4 separate regions of the Mus musculus genome follow, and regions 1, 2 and 4 are each linked to region 3. Evidence: chromatin contacts called from public Hi-C data. All regions are on one chromosome and are shown on one strand. The core of a region is the stretch at or near the end of the contact, and the rest is flanking DNA. Distances in the headings are between cores, read along the strand shown.

Region 1 (3,336 bases), core at 546-3,045, 490 kb before region 3:
AAGTACTGCTATTTCACAAATACGCTTGACTCTGGCATGATAAATCTGAGGGAAACGAGGAGAATACTACCACCATCACCATCATCACTATCACCAACGTCGTGATTACCATCATCATCATCTCCAGGACCACCACCACCATCATCACCCGCAGCAGCAACGTTTGTGTATTTGTGTGTATGTATGATTAGTGTGTGTAAGTGCATGGATATCACAGGACAACTATATGAGATTGGTTCTTTCCTGCCCCTTTAGATGGGTTCTGGGGATTGAATTCAGGCCATCAGGTTTGCTTGGCAACTATTTTTGCCCACTGAACTCTCACTGGCTCCGGGACAGAGATCTCAAACCTGGGAAGGATGTAATGAGCTTTAAAAAAAATCTAGCATGTAAGATGCCCTGTGTCATGTGCTAACTGCTGACTATATGCTAGAGTTGAAATTTAAATAAATGAAAACAATGTAAAAGGAACAATTTAGTTCTTCTCATGTTGTGGTGACCCACCCCCAACTGTAAAATGATTTCTGTGCTATTTCTTTAATTTTGCTACTGCTGTGAATGGGACTGTCAGTATCTGATACACAAAATACTCAGAAATGTGACCCTTGTGGGTGTCGAGACCTATAGGTTGAGAACCACCACTCTAGAGAAATGTACCAGTGGGTCTCAGATTGACCAGTGCAGAGATGAGATGTTTCCATCCACACAGGGAGGGATACTCGTGGAACTTTGGGAAGGGCTGCCCTGTTGGGAAATGGTGGAGCCAGAATTGTGGCAGCACATGAATAGTAGCCTCCATGGGAATCTGGTCTGCCCAGGTGCAGTCCAGTTGGGCAGGTCTGGCTGGTTCTTTTGCTTCAGACAGAGGTGGCTGTCAGTGGGCAGACTTTGAGTAAATAAACATCTCTAGCCAGGGTGGACTGCTTTGAGGCAGGGATAGATCCAGTCTCTAATAACAAACAGGCTGGGTACAGGGGAGAGACACTCCAGTTTGTTGGACCATGAATAAACAGAACTAGAAAAAATAGACATGCATTTACTTTAAATTTGTATTGATTGGGGTTTTCAACTTATGGCAGTTGATATTGGTCTTACTCTGGTAACAAACTTAAAAAAAAAAAGTTATTCCAACTTTGAAGTAGAAAGCTCTAAAGTTGCCCTGGATGAAATCTAGGGAGAGGCACAATGAAGCCCATGCGTGTTTAGATTTTAAGGCAGCACTCAGTGCTAACAGTCTTGGATAGCATTGGTGACATTCTGAGCTTTAGTCTCAGCATTGTAAGCAAGCAAACAAATTTAAAATCTGTAAATGTAGTTTACAAAACCTGAAGTTTGAGGAACAGCGATGTAATGTGGAAGAGGTGTTTCTGTGAGGAGTCAAATTATCTTTAGGGTGCTCTGAGCTCAGTGCTAAAGCCCCACAATGTTTTAGAGGACCATGAAAAGGTGTCAATTTCATGTTACAGCATTAAAGACAACACTTAATATATAATATCGTTTTTACACTAGCATAATTGTATGTATATGATATGTATATATGTACATATGTATATATTATAGCAGAAGGGGTCTACAAATGTGCAAGTGTCTAGGGTTCTTGGAAGCCATAAATGCTACTACTCAGTGTCTTGGAGGGAACGTTGAGGTCATGAAAGACAGAAGGCCGAGCTTGCTCAGCATCACCACCAGGGGGCGTGCTGGGGCAGTTGTATTTGAGCAGACCACTCCACTGAAAGACTATTCAGAAGCAGCCTCTTTCTCAGTGTGTGTTCAAGCTTCCAGTGACTAGATGTCAGGTGTGGGTGAGAAAACAGGGTGCCCATGTCACCAGGCTGAGGCAGGTGGGACTAGGCCCTGCTCAGATGATCACTACCTGCTCTCAGGTCTGGTTGGGGAGTTGTCAGGGTTGCACATACACGGGAAGATTTTTCTGGGGTTGGGGGGAGAGGTACAACAAGCAGTGGGGACTTAAGGCATCTACTATTAGAAGGCATATGAGTGCATGCTTCCCTACAGTCACATCATGGGGATCTAGGGACGGTTACCATGTGGTCTCAATCAAGCTGCTTATGATTAAAGAGGTATAGACATGAGAAACACACACACACATACACACACATGCACATATATACATACTGAGAGAGAGAGAGAGAGAGAGAGACAGAGACAGAGACAGAGACAGAGACAGAGACAGAGACAGAGACAGAGGGAGGGAGGGAGGGAGGGAGGGAGGGAGGGAGGGAAGGAGGGAGGGAGACTGTGAATATAAAATGTGATTTGGGAATGATGTCATAGATTCCTTTTGGGGAAAAGCAGCCTATGAAACAATTACACCATCTTTCCTGCAGGCAAAGGCTGATGGGAAACAGACAGTGAGGGCACATTGAAGTTCATGTCACCGCCTCTTCCCATGGATGGCCGAGTACCCATGTCATTCTGTGCTGAAAGAATGTGCTTACAGGCTCAGTATGGAACTGCCCTATGGGAGACTATATTTGCTCTCTTGTTGCCAAGTGAGGCCAAGGACATTGAAAAATGACCCTATTATAACTTCTGATAAAAGCAGCAGCTACTTAGAGGATCAACCAATAAACATCCGAAGAAGACAAATGGCTCCAAGAAGAAGACTGATGTAAGTTGGAAATTAGGGATACCTGCTGTGAGGGGACCAGAACAAAGCTTAGGGCACAGAGATTCTCCCATTCCAGGCTCACAGATCGCCATTGATTTGGGTCACCTGACTGCTCGTCCTGGGAAAAAGTCAATCACTTATAATATACATGAAAGTAACCTGAGATCAGTGACCCTTTGTGTGAAGGCTCGTTATCATTGTGACAAACCATCTGAAATGGAAAATCAGGGTAATTTTATGTAATACTCTCACTTGGGCTACAAGCCTCCGAGTGTTTGGTCAGAATTATTTTCTATAGTCTAAATATAGAGTCAGCATAAAAACTATTAAAAAAAAACCTTCAGCTTTTAGGGTTACTCAAGGTTATTTTTTAGAGGCTTAAACAAACCCTGTGGATATCTCTTTCTTGTGAAACTTGGTCTATTTTATATTGTTGATTGTAGCAGTTTCTACCATAGCATCCAGCATGTATCCCACAAATTGCTTCCTTCTTAATCTCAAGGGTTTTGGCAAACCACACTTAAATGGCCAGGAAAAAGCGTTATTCCACATTTTCCATTACGTCAGAGTCTTGGCAAGTGGGCCTGGGGCTTGGTGGTGGTGGTAGTGTTAATCACTGGCTACCTCACTCACTGTCCCCACGTGTCTGATTAACCACAAACACACAGTGTCGTTCAGCCACGGAGGAGGCCATAGTGGAGAAC
Region 2 (3,283 bases), core at 603-3,102, 270 kb before region 3:
CTTTGGAATGGACATGTTACCTTCTCACAGACTTAAAATCATCTGGGCACACTCACAGTTAAGGCTGACAGAGTAAAATCCACTCAAGAATTTGATTACCATTTTTTCATTAGCATCCAAATAGAACGCAGTAGGTCCTGGCAGTTGCTCTTGGAAGGCATTCGCTCATGGCTGGGATGAATGAGCAAGCGTGATTTGGGCAAGACTCTACCCATGGGCAGCTGGAGGAGAGTCATAGGCAACTTGCCCATCTCACAGAGCAATGAGTAGTGAGCCCAGATCATAGTGGCAAGCCCATGGGCCTACCTTTTATGAAACATTGCCTCATAAACATCTTTGTTCAGAGAGGAGCAAGCAAAACAAAGACCATTTGTCCTGGAAATAACAAGAGCACATACCAGATGAAAACGAATGGCCTGGTTAGGGTCTCTAATGTCTATGAACCAGTGCAAACTTCAAGTGTGGCACAATCCAATGCACCAGTGGATAAAAGGAAAGTTCTAGATAACAGTGAATCTATAGTGGAGTTAAGTTCCCCTTTCCAGTAAATCATTACAAACCACTGTTGAGGGCTTGACAGTCACTGTGCTAATTGTCTGGGAATCGACAGCTAATTGCAGTCACAGCAAACAGCAGTCTTTGCCGTGAGGGAGCAAAAATTCTGATCAATGCAATCAGGAGAAAACAAAATCATTCCAGTGTGATGAATGTGAAATAAAAGAGTATTCTTCGGTGGACAAGCTGGGGGCTGGGAGGTACCTCAAAAGAGAAGGCGTATGTTCCAGGCCTTGAATGGAAAAGATGCGGATTACTCTGTTCCAGGAAGGAAGACAAGGTGAAAAGGGAAAGATTGTGGGTTGGAATCATGCGCATGGGTACTTGGCAGAGGAAGCTTGTCATTAGAGTCAGGCTCAAGATTCAAGGCTACCTCACCGCAGGGTTGTTCTCCTGGGGTTACTGATGATACAACTGTGTCTGAGTTTTAGATGTTCTTGGGGCACCAAGAAAATGAAGAGGTAGCCAGCTTTTCCTGAGATAACGTTATCACCCAGGGAGCAGCCATGGGCTAAATTAAGGCAGGTGACAAAGTCCCAATAGTACTTTCAAGAACACCAGGCTACATCATACTTTTTCACATGGTAGAGTTTTGCAGGGTATGTGACAGAAAGAAAAAATTGTGTAGGTGACAAAGTTCTGATGTCTGTGGGCTTGGACGTTATAAGTACCACTGAAGAACAGATTAGACGAGTTCTTTATTCCTTTTCTGAATCCAGCTCCTCATCATTAAAATGATGGGATGGGTGGTGCTCCTCTCATGGACTGAGTGTAGAAAAAAATCAGATAATGCACATGGATTGTGTGGGGCAGCAAATGAAGCATCTTAGTTACCATCTTTATACCTGCGCTCTGACTACATGATTGATCTGCAGGTACACCTCACCGCAGGGGTACCACAGACACCCTGTACGTGTCTATGCATGGTGGGCAGTGAGATGCCTATGTGTTTTTATAAATATGCTTTTGTGGAGTTGTACATTCCATGGTATCTGCTGCGAGTGAAGAAGAGGTGCAGTGTGCATGGTTATAGGCACACACTTTCATGTATGTGGCTATACTGGGACCCCAGTCTCCCTTCCCCAGCTCCCCAGCAATCCACACTCTCCAAAACTCTCTAGGGGATCCTTTCTTGGATTTCCTCGCCTCACTGTGACCCAGCCATTTAAAGGTTCAGATTTTTATTTACTGTAAAACCAAATTTAAAACACAAAACTTAAGAGCTAGACACAGGGAAGAACAACATATCTGAGGAGTGTCAAAGAATCGTGTCTGTGAGTTGACTTCTCTGTTCTCAGACATCTTGATTGCTAAAATTGGATGCACATTCTTGCTATCATCATTGAAAAACACTGTAGGCTTAAATGCTTTCTATATTTAGGGGAAATCATCTCCATCAACTATCTACAAAGAAAAAAATGCATTGAGCTCTCAAAGATCTTTGCAAAAGTAAGAAAACAAACTTTCAGTCCTTTATGGGGGAAGTTTTGAGATAACATTAAACCTTTCTTTGCAATTTTCGACAGGTATTTCCAGAAGCAAGCAGGGAAACTGCCCTGTTGTTCAAGTCATTTTTGAAAACAACTCTTGCTTCCAACTGAAATGTGGGGAATGAATGCCAGGCATCCCCTATGTTAATCCTATCTCCCCAGAGCATCTTACTCTAGTAGAAGGATTTATTGAACTGTGAGTCAGCCAGCAGTTGCTTGGTTCGTTGAGTGCACTGTGAGAACCCTCCCTCCAAAGCAGCGTGTTCTCATTCTTAATGGCAAACGCTGCTCTGTCACTCGCTAACTCTCCAAAATGTCTGCACCAAAGGACGGAAAGAACATTAATTTTGGTGCCAAGATCCAGGCTCAAGGATAGCTCTCTAGGTGTAGCTCCTGGACAAATGGCAACCTTTATTCATGTTATAAAGTATAGATATACTACATAATTCATTGGCTTTTTAAGGAGGTTCAAAAAAAGGAATATGTAAAACAAACAAAACAAAATAAAAAAGAAAAGAAAAGAAAAGAAAAGAAAAACCACCTGTCTTATTGTCTGATCTAGAAGAGGCTTCAGAGCAGGAGGTATGATTATTCTATTATTCTGTCAGCACTGGTGAGATGAAAATATATCTATTCAGTTCATCTAACTTATGGATATATATAGGGTAATAGAATTTTGTGGTCAATTTTAAAATTCTCATTGCTATTATAATTTACCAGGTATCATCAACAGGTTCAGTTTCTAGAACTCAGACAAGAAAATAGAACTATTCCTTCCCAAAGCATCACACAGATTGGTATACCATTTGATCACTGCAGGGGTCATATAGAAATGAGATCTAGAGACACGATAGTCCTCTGCTCTGTAGCTTTGATGTCCAACATTTCTGTTCCCTGTGGTCAACTTCAGTTCAAAAATATTAATAGAATAGAATAATGTCTCCATTTTGAGCAGCCAGATGAAACCATCTGAACTGCTTTGGAACTGCTTTGGGCATGATTAATCCCATTGTCCAATGTATCTACTCTATATGTACTACTTTCTTAGTAGGCCCCTGGAAGCTGTCCTTGGGTGAAAGATCATCTGCTGTCATTGTACCACAAAGCATGTGGTCAAGTAATGATTGATATACTTAACAATGGACCCAAAGCACAATAGTAGTGAGGCATAGGAGACACCAGGGCCTAAACCATCAAGAGAAAGATCAACTCAGATACCATGTGGCAAAGCCGCACAC
Region 3 (3,283 bases), core at 251-2,750:
TCTGGTTACAATTTTAAAACCAGCATCTAAGGAAAAAAATGTGTTGCTAAAATATATCTAATATATTTCCCCCATTTGATCTTTGAATATATTTAATTCTATTTTTAATTCTCAAGCTCTGCTTTATTCAAAGCAAGTATGATAGATCAACTTGTTTTTAATAAGCTCTATTCCAGAGCATCTTAATTTGATTACCTAAAATTTTTATAAATGATCACAACCAAAAGAAAAATGGCTCTGTCTATTTTAGTATATTGTTTGGTTTTAAAGATATTTTGTATCTTCTATATAATTATGACTTCACTAATGTGGGTAGACATTTTCACATATAATGTTTATAACTATCACACATTTGTTTGTGTTAGCACTTGTAAATATCTCATGACTTTTCTCTAATCATATCTTCTAGAGAGGATGTTGAGATTAGTGTCCAAGGCCCCTTAATGTTTAATTATAATTGTTCTTTGACCTCACCCTTCCGATGTAGAAGAGCTGAGAAACAGGTGTCAGTGTAGTCTACAGGAAATACACTGTTGACTTTTTAGCTGAAAATGTAAGATTCAAGATGTTTTTCTTCCAGCTAAAACAAGTATGAACAGGCATATTAGCAAGACCCCTGCTTCCACCCTAATCTATCTTCCTCTTCAATCAGATAGCTTTTATTTAATGTGCAAGGCTGTACTCTGCTGGCACTTGGTCTGCTCCACTCATAGTCCATTAGCCAAGAATTGGGCAAGAACATAATTCAATCTGTGATTTCGATTTCCCACCAGCAGATCCTGCTTGCCTTTATCTTCCTTTCTAGTAATACTGTTTAAATATGCCAGTTGCTCTGTGCTCTGGGAAATCATGGGGCTAGAACTAGAGCTTTTTCACTGAAGACTAGGATACACACTCTCATATAGACTCACTGAGACCTCTGCTGATCAAGACCTGAGCACCAGTGACCATGCGCAGGATGCGGTTTTGCTTAGTACACATCAAACACTGGTGGTCCAGAGTACAATGCTCACCTGTGCAGCTGGCTCACATGACATAGCACATGTAGCATGGCAGTTCAGAATGTCACAGAAACAGAAGAAGTAGACTTTCTGTACTTAAAACAACAGCAAGCAAAAACATTAAGTTAAATTAAATTATATTAAATTAAACAAATAAAATGTTTCAGGTTGGAAGATGGTTTGGGCTAAAGAGACTCGCCTCCCACACTTGGCCACTTGAGTTCCATCTCCCAAGCCCATATAAAGGTGAAGGAGACAGAAGAAATCCCACACAGTCACAAAGCTGGAAGTCACAACCAAGGTGAGGAGTAAGTTCTTTCTTTCTGCTGATGGCTCCTGAGACTCAAACTCTGGTAGACAGTAAGGCTTTGCAGAAAGGGCTGATACTTGCTGAGCTAGCTCACTGGCTCTGTTTTGAACAATCTTATGCTTCCATGACAAAGAATATAGAGCCTGAGAATAACAAGAGCAATTTTTTTAAAAAATCAAATAAAAATCCCAGATATCAAACAGATGACTAAACACTAAACTGTCTTCCGGAAATGAGGCCCACAGTTTCCACCACTGCAAAGAACTGATTGCCACATTCTCAGGCTATGGCAGTGAAATTGGAAGGGCAGTTTACTTCCTGTAATTAGGGCTGCCTATCAGCATCAATAATGAATTTCAACCTCACTTTGATTCAATTGTAAAACATTTAATTCAAATGTTAGTCAAACGCAGATAACACAAACTTCCGTTCTGATGCATGTGTGTGACTTGGCTCTGCTGACCTCAGGCATCATGAGAGCCCTGTGTCTTGCTACTCTGAGTCATATAAATTATACTCTGCAATGTTTGAACGGATCTGCAACTTGCTGGTTAATAACTAGCTAACAATACACAGCCTGTTCATTCTAGAATTACTGCCGACAGAGGAATGGGTAACAGCCTCCATTCATGCTGACTCTCCCTAGTGAATAAAAACGTTTCACACTCAAATGTTTAGTGTTTAAAGGCTGGGCTTGTTAGTTAAATGAATTAATCTGGTGTGAAAACTATTTGCATTTTTAACATCATCAGAATTTCTTTCACCCCCAACTGTTTAGTTCACTGCTAGTATAATTATAATTAGCGGGGGCGGGGGGGGGCGCATTTTATTCAATGCTAACTGGCATTCAAGAGTTCTCATATGACTTCTAAAACCTTTCAAAGCCACAGAACAAGTAGGCGGGGCAAAGAAGACTATAAGCATCATTTCTTCAAGAACTGCTTCTCTGTAGCAGGAAACATTTCCTTACTTGTGTCTGACCATCACGCATGTAGCTCATGCAGACATGCAGATACCATGAACTGTGCTCTTGCTTTGTGGTAGGTTCTGAAGAATGTCAAATCACACAGACAGTGGGAACTCTGGCTGAAGGATGAATCAGGCTAGAGCAATTCCCTAAACAAGATTATATGGGGAAGTTTTTCTCTAAATTGAATGTGGTAGCTCACACTTATAATCTCACCACTTGAGAGGATAAAATAGGTTTAAATGTTAAACACTAGCTTCAACTACGTGTGTGCCTTTGACACAGGGGATGCTTTGTACACATAAAGCATACGTGAAAGGATTAATGAATGAGATGATTATCCTATACCCAAATACTCATGAGTCCAAAGTGCATTCAGTATACCAGGGCTATGACTGAACATCCCAGAGTGCACCACATTTGAGGGGTGTCAAAGGATAAGGTAATATAGGCTAGGCCATGAGGGACAAAGGAAACTATTGGGCTATATCTATGAAATGGCCCCCACAGGCTCCAGTGTTGCTGCCAGCTAGAAAGTGACTGGAACGTTAAGAGTGCTAACCTAATCTATGGTTCAATCTATTGGTTAATTCAAAACTTAAATTGGCCAGTAGGAAGTAGTGGAGCTGGAGAATCTAGGGGCTCATTGGAGAAAGTCACTGGGGCCTGTCCCTCCTGTGTACCATGCAGTGAGCTGGTTTGCTCCAATAATTCTACCTGCTGGGATGTTCTATCTTGTCTCAGGCCCATAGTAATGGAACCACTCTAATAATTAACACACCTCTGATGCCATAAGCCAAAATAAACCTTTTTCTTCTTAAGTAGTTTCCCCAGGAAACTGTCATAGTGACTAGCTTGTATCCCTAGAAAATTAATGTTGGAACTCTCAACTGCAAAATGACTAGATTTGGAAGTGAAACCTTTGAGACATGGTTAGGTCCCAAGGTGGAACACTCATAAATGGGTTTGACTTCCTTCTAGAAAAGACCTCAAGAGAACATTGTG
Region 4 (3,277 bases), core at 144-2,643, 450 kb before region 3:
TTTTATGAAATGATAAAGTTCTGACTTTATTGGCTAATAACTTGCAAATACAGAGGTTCACTTCAAATCCTTAGGTGGGTAAATGCCATATGTAAAAGTTTTGAATATAGCATATCAGGTGTGCTAGACCCTTCTCTCTAAGAAGGCTTAGGTCAACAGACAATATCAATGTAAACTCACTCAGTTGTTACCCAGGTGATGGGGGTTGTAATGGAGTTATGGACAAGGAGCTGAGCCACTGAAGTGGAGGTTATTTTTAACTGAGTGGAAGAACAGAGGGTGTTTTGGAAAGCAGAACTCACACATGTTTGCCTGGAAAACAAGTGCCAAGACCTGCCAGCCGAGTGCATGCAGGTATGGGATTAAATCACCTGGGGTGGGGGTGGGGGAATCAGGATATACATCAGTGTGCCTGATTGTAAAAGTAGTCCAGGGAAGAGCGTGAACTTGCCTGCTGAATGCTAGGCTTAGAAGCTTAATTTTTATTTGGAAAGCACTGAAGGACCACTGAAGAGTAGTAAAAGCAGTGGTTTAGAAAGAACAGCCTGGAGTCTGAACTTGATGCAATGCAGTGACAAGAAACAGGCTGTGCTATTACATATAGGTCTAGAGAGAGGTAGTGATGGTCATGTCCAACATGAAGTCTTACCACTGGGATCATTAACTTTGTCCCTTTTGGTTGCTCTCTTCGTTAAGAACAATAACAAAAAAGTTGGACTAAGTGGTTTCTTTCCAGTTCCGAACCCCATGGGAATGGCCAGGAGACCCACCAGGTGGAGAGAAAGGTCGATGGATGCAGAGAGAAGCAAGGCAGGCAGAACAACACCTGGTCTTGGACTGTGAAATGAAAGGAGGGCCCTCGGCAGGGAGGGGAGAGGGATGATGGAAAAGAAGATGATATCGCCCAGATGGTTGCTTAGAAAGACAGTTGGCCCTGGTAGGAAGAGTCATGCCAGCATTGGAAGAATGTATTTGCAGTCTAGACTCCACTCTAGTGCTACACTATGTGGCCTACTGTTTTATGTACTAGTCAGCATTATTCGTAGCATTAAACATGTTCAAAGCATAATAGCAGTGTCCCAAGATTTACATAAATTATCTGCATATACCCAAATGACTTATATGGGTGTGTCCTACCTGAACAGTCATCAGCACATCTGTCATTGTCAGAGAAGGAAAGGGACTCTTCAACACAAGGTTAAAATGGAAGCAAAAGAAGATATTCCTTGTACAGAAAGGTGACACCATGGATCACCCCCCTCCTGGGGCTAGGCAGTAAGTTACTTTCTTCTAGTGGTCAAGCAGGAGGCTCAGGCCATCTGAGAGGGAAGCATGGAAGAAACCACTCACAGACATCATCGCCACCTCAAGCTGCTCCAACCTAGCCTCACAGCAAAAGCAACGCAGAGGTGAAGATTTTTCTCTACCAAGTTCGGATGAGACAGCTGAGCATAAGGGACAAATGTGAAGTTATCAAATAGTAATCAGAAAATGACTCCCAAAAATGCAATTTCCAGGGCTGTCACAGAGCGAGCTTGGACTGTCTCAGGGTAATCTCCTGGCTCATAACATTGCACAAATGACAACTGATGCCCACAGGGTGAGTGATGGGGGAAGGGACCCTGGCACTCTGCCAAATGATCAGATTGAAGTCTGTTTGATGGTGTTTGATGCTGAGCAAAGACCGTGAGGTGCACACTTCCATTCAGTGTGCTGAATGTTCAACCATCAGCTTTGTAAGCCTTTGACCTTTCTTCATGAACAGCCATTTACCAAATAATAAACAAGTATATGTACTGTAAAGACAGGAAATCTACACTCCTTACCAAATAAAGCTTGAAGCCCTTCTAACTAGGTTAAATTCTTTTATATGTAACCATAGTTTATAGTATACTACTGCACTCTGGCCATTTTCAGCTCCATGTCTACTAGAAGGATTTGCATTTGATCTCCAAACCTTTCACAAGTTTCTGAACATTTTTTGAGCATCTGGATGGCTCAAACAACAGCTTGAAGACAAATATAAAAGATGTCACTAAGGCTTGGGATGATCGCCACACATTTCCTTCATTAAAAATAATGTGGTGTGTGCGTGCATCCATCAGTGTGAGAGCATTCATAAATCAGAGTGTGTATGTGTGCGGATGTGTTTGTAATGTACACGTACAAGTCAGAGGAGACAGCTTTGAGGAGTTGGTGCTCTCCTTTCAGCTTACATTGTTTCTGGAGATTGAATTCATGTGGCTGGGTTTGTGGGCAAACAACTTTACCCATTGAGACATCTTGCCGGCCCCCTTAATATATTAATAATAATAACTATTTGAAGTATTTCTCTAATAGCAACAATATGAACGTCCTGTGTATTTTCTCTTTCTCCTTTATTTTGAAATCTGTTTTCTTATTTAAATACTCATGAAAAGCAAGGTAAAAGCAGCGCTTATATGTGGTGGGCATCAGAAAAGACAACACAGATGTACAGGAGCAAGGAGGCACAGGAGAAGGGATGCTCAGAGGGCAGAATCAAGGGCTAAATATTAATTCTGGAAAGTCAGAAGAGCGAAACTGGCCTCCTTGGTGGATTTGGTTTTCTGCCTTTGGATCAAATGTCCTGAACCTAGTTCTCAACCAGTAGAGGCCACCATGTACCTTAGAAAGTTGTCTTCTTTGCTTTGTTTCTATCCTGCCTGAGTACTACCGCAGAGAAACCACATCGTCACTCTTTTACCCCAACACCTATTTTGCCAGATGCCAGTTCACAGGGCGTATTGGTATATATTTTGCAAATCAGTGAATCAGCTGTTGCATCTCCATCATCATTTCTAAGTGTTCACAGATTCATACTCAGTATAAAAAAATAGCATCACACTAACAGAACACATAATGGGATGGTACGTTTGATGTTGCATAGTCAGTCAAAATTAGGGTTATGGTATGAATAATTTTTATTTCCTATTTTTTTATTCTCCCCTCCCTCTTCTTCTTTCCTATATGCTTTAAGTGTCTATTAACTCAAGGGCATAAAGTTACAGAATGTCCGAAGAACCCCGCAGTTTGTTTAGGATAACTCTTGTCAATCCCATGTCCTGGACAAGACTGTTATGGCCTTTGTCTGACTATGAACACGGAGAGAGTTACATCACACCTCCATGTGCCTATCTTAAGTGTGTCTGCTGTCACTAGACCGTTCTTTATTCTTTGGTATAAATCTGGACCCTTGTATTTTTTGTCTATGGGGTTCTAATTTACAAAGAATAGTTTCTTTTATTTCCAGAGACAG

The links. A called contact is a pair of places that touch in the nucleus more often than the background predicts.
Region 1: a contact with region 3 is called in a Hi-C map of the N1E-115 cell line, with 3 times the contacts expected there. The contact joins two enhancer-like sites. A contact is called at or near these places in 1 of 15 datasets of contacts at CTCF or cohesin (the NIH/3T3 cell line) and 1 of 484 Hi-C or Micro-C datasets (the N1E-115 cell line).
Region 2: a contact with region 3 is called in a Hi-C map of the N1E-115 cell line, with 4 times the contacts expected there. The contact joins two enhancer-like sites. A contact is called at or near these places in 1 of 15 datasets of contacts at CTCF or cohesin (the NIH/3T3 cell line), 1 of 484 Hi-C or Micro-C datasets (the N1E-115 cell line) and 1 of 115 datasets of contacts at active chromatin or transcription factors (astrocytes).
Region 4: a contact with region 3 is called in a Hi-C map of the N1E-115 cell line, with 9 times the contacts expected there. The contact joins two enhancer-like sites. A contact is called at or near these places in 1 of 15 datasets of contacts at CTCF or cohesin (the NIH/3T3 cell line), 1 of 484 Hi-C or Micro-C datasets (the N1E-115 cell line) and 2 of 115 datasets of contacts at active chromatin or transcription factors (embryonic basal ganglia and embryonic stem cells).

Annotation. Positions count from the first base shown.
Region 1 is chr10:9,011,301-9,014,636 of GRCm38.p6, forward strand. It overlaps Gm51794 (a long non-coding RNA gene), which reads left to right. Exons shown (of 3, transcript XR_003948990.1): 2 at 2,349-2,632. Among named protein-coding and RNA genes, the nearest start is that of Gm51794, 4.2 kb to the left of the region's middle. Within about 2 kb of position 1,796, at least 15 of the 459 cell types and tissues checked have an H3K27ac peak or open chromatin away from gene starts, as enhancers often do. A contact at or near this core is called in the N1E-115 cell line, where this site is marked.
Region 2 is chr10:9,231,744-9,235,026 of GRCm38.p6, forward strand. No RefSeq gene overlaps it. Among named protein-coding and RNA genes, the nearest start is that of Gm48750, 120 kb to the right of the region's middle. Within about 2 kb of position 1,853, at least 5 of the 459 cell types and tissues checked have an H3K27ac peak or open chromatin away from gene starts, as enhancers often do. A contact at or near this core is called in the N1E-115 cell line, where this site is marked.
Region 3 is chr10:9,502,136-9,505,418 of GRCm38.p6, forward strand. It overlaps a transcript of Samd5 not described here. Among named protein-coding and RNA genes, the nearest start is that of Gm48750, 150 kb to the left of the region's middle. Within about 2 kb of position 1,501, at least 48 of the 459 cell types and tissues checked have an H3K27ac peak or open chromatin away from gene starts, as enhancers often do. A contact at or near this core is called in the N1E-115 cell line, where this site is marked.
Region 4 is chr10:9,053,843-9,057,119 of GRCm38.p6, forward strand. No RefSeq gene overlaps it. Among named protein-coding and RNA genes, the nearest start is that of Gm51794, 47 kb to the left of the region's middle. Within about 2 kb of position 1,394, at least 2 of the 459 cell types and tissues checked have an H3K27ac peak or open chromatin away from gene starts, as enhancers often do. A contact at or near this core is called in the N1E-115 cell line, where this site is marked.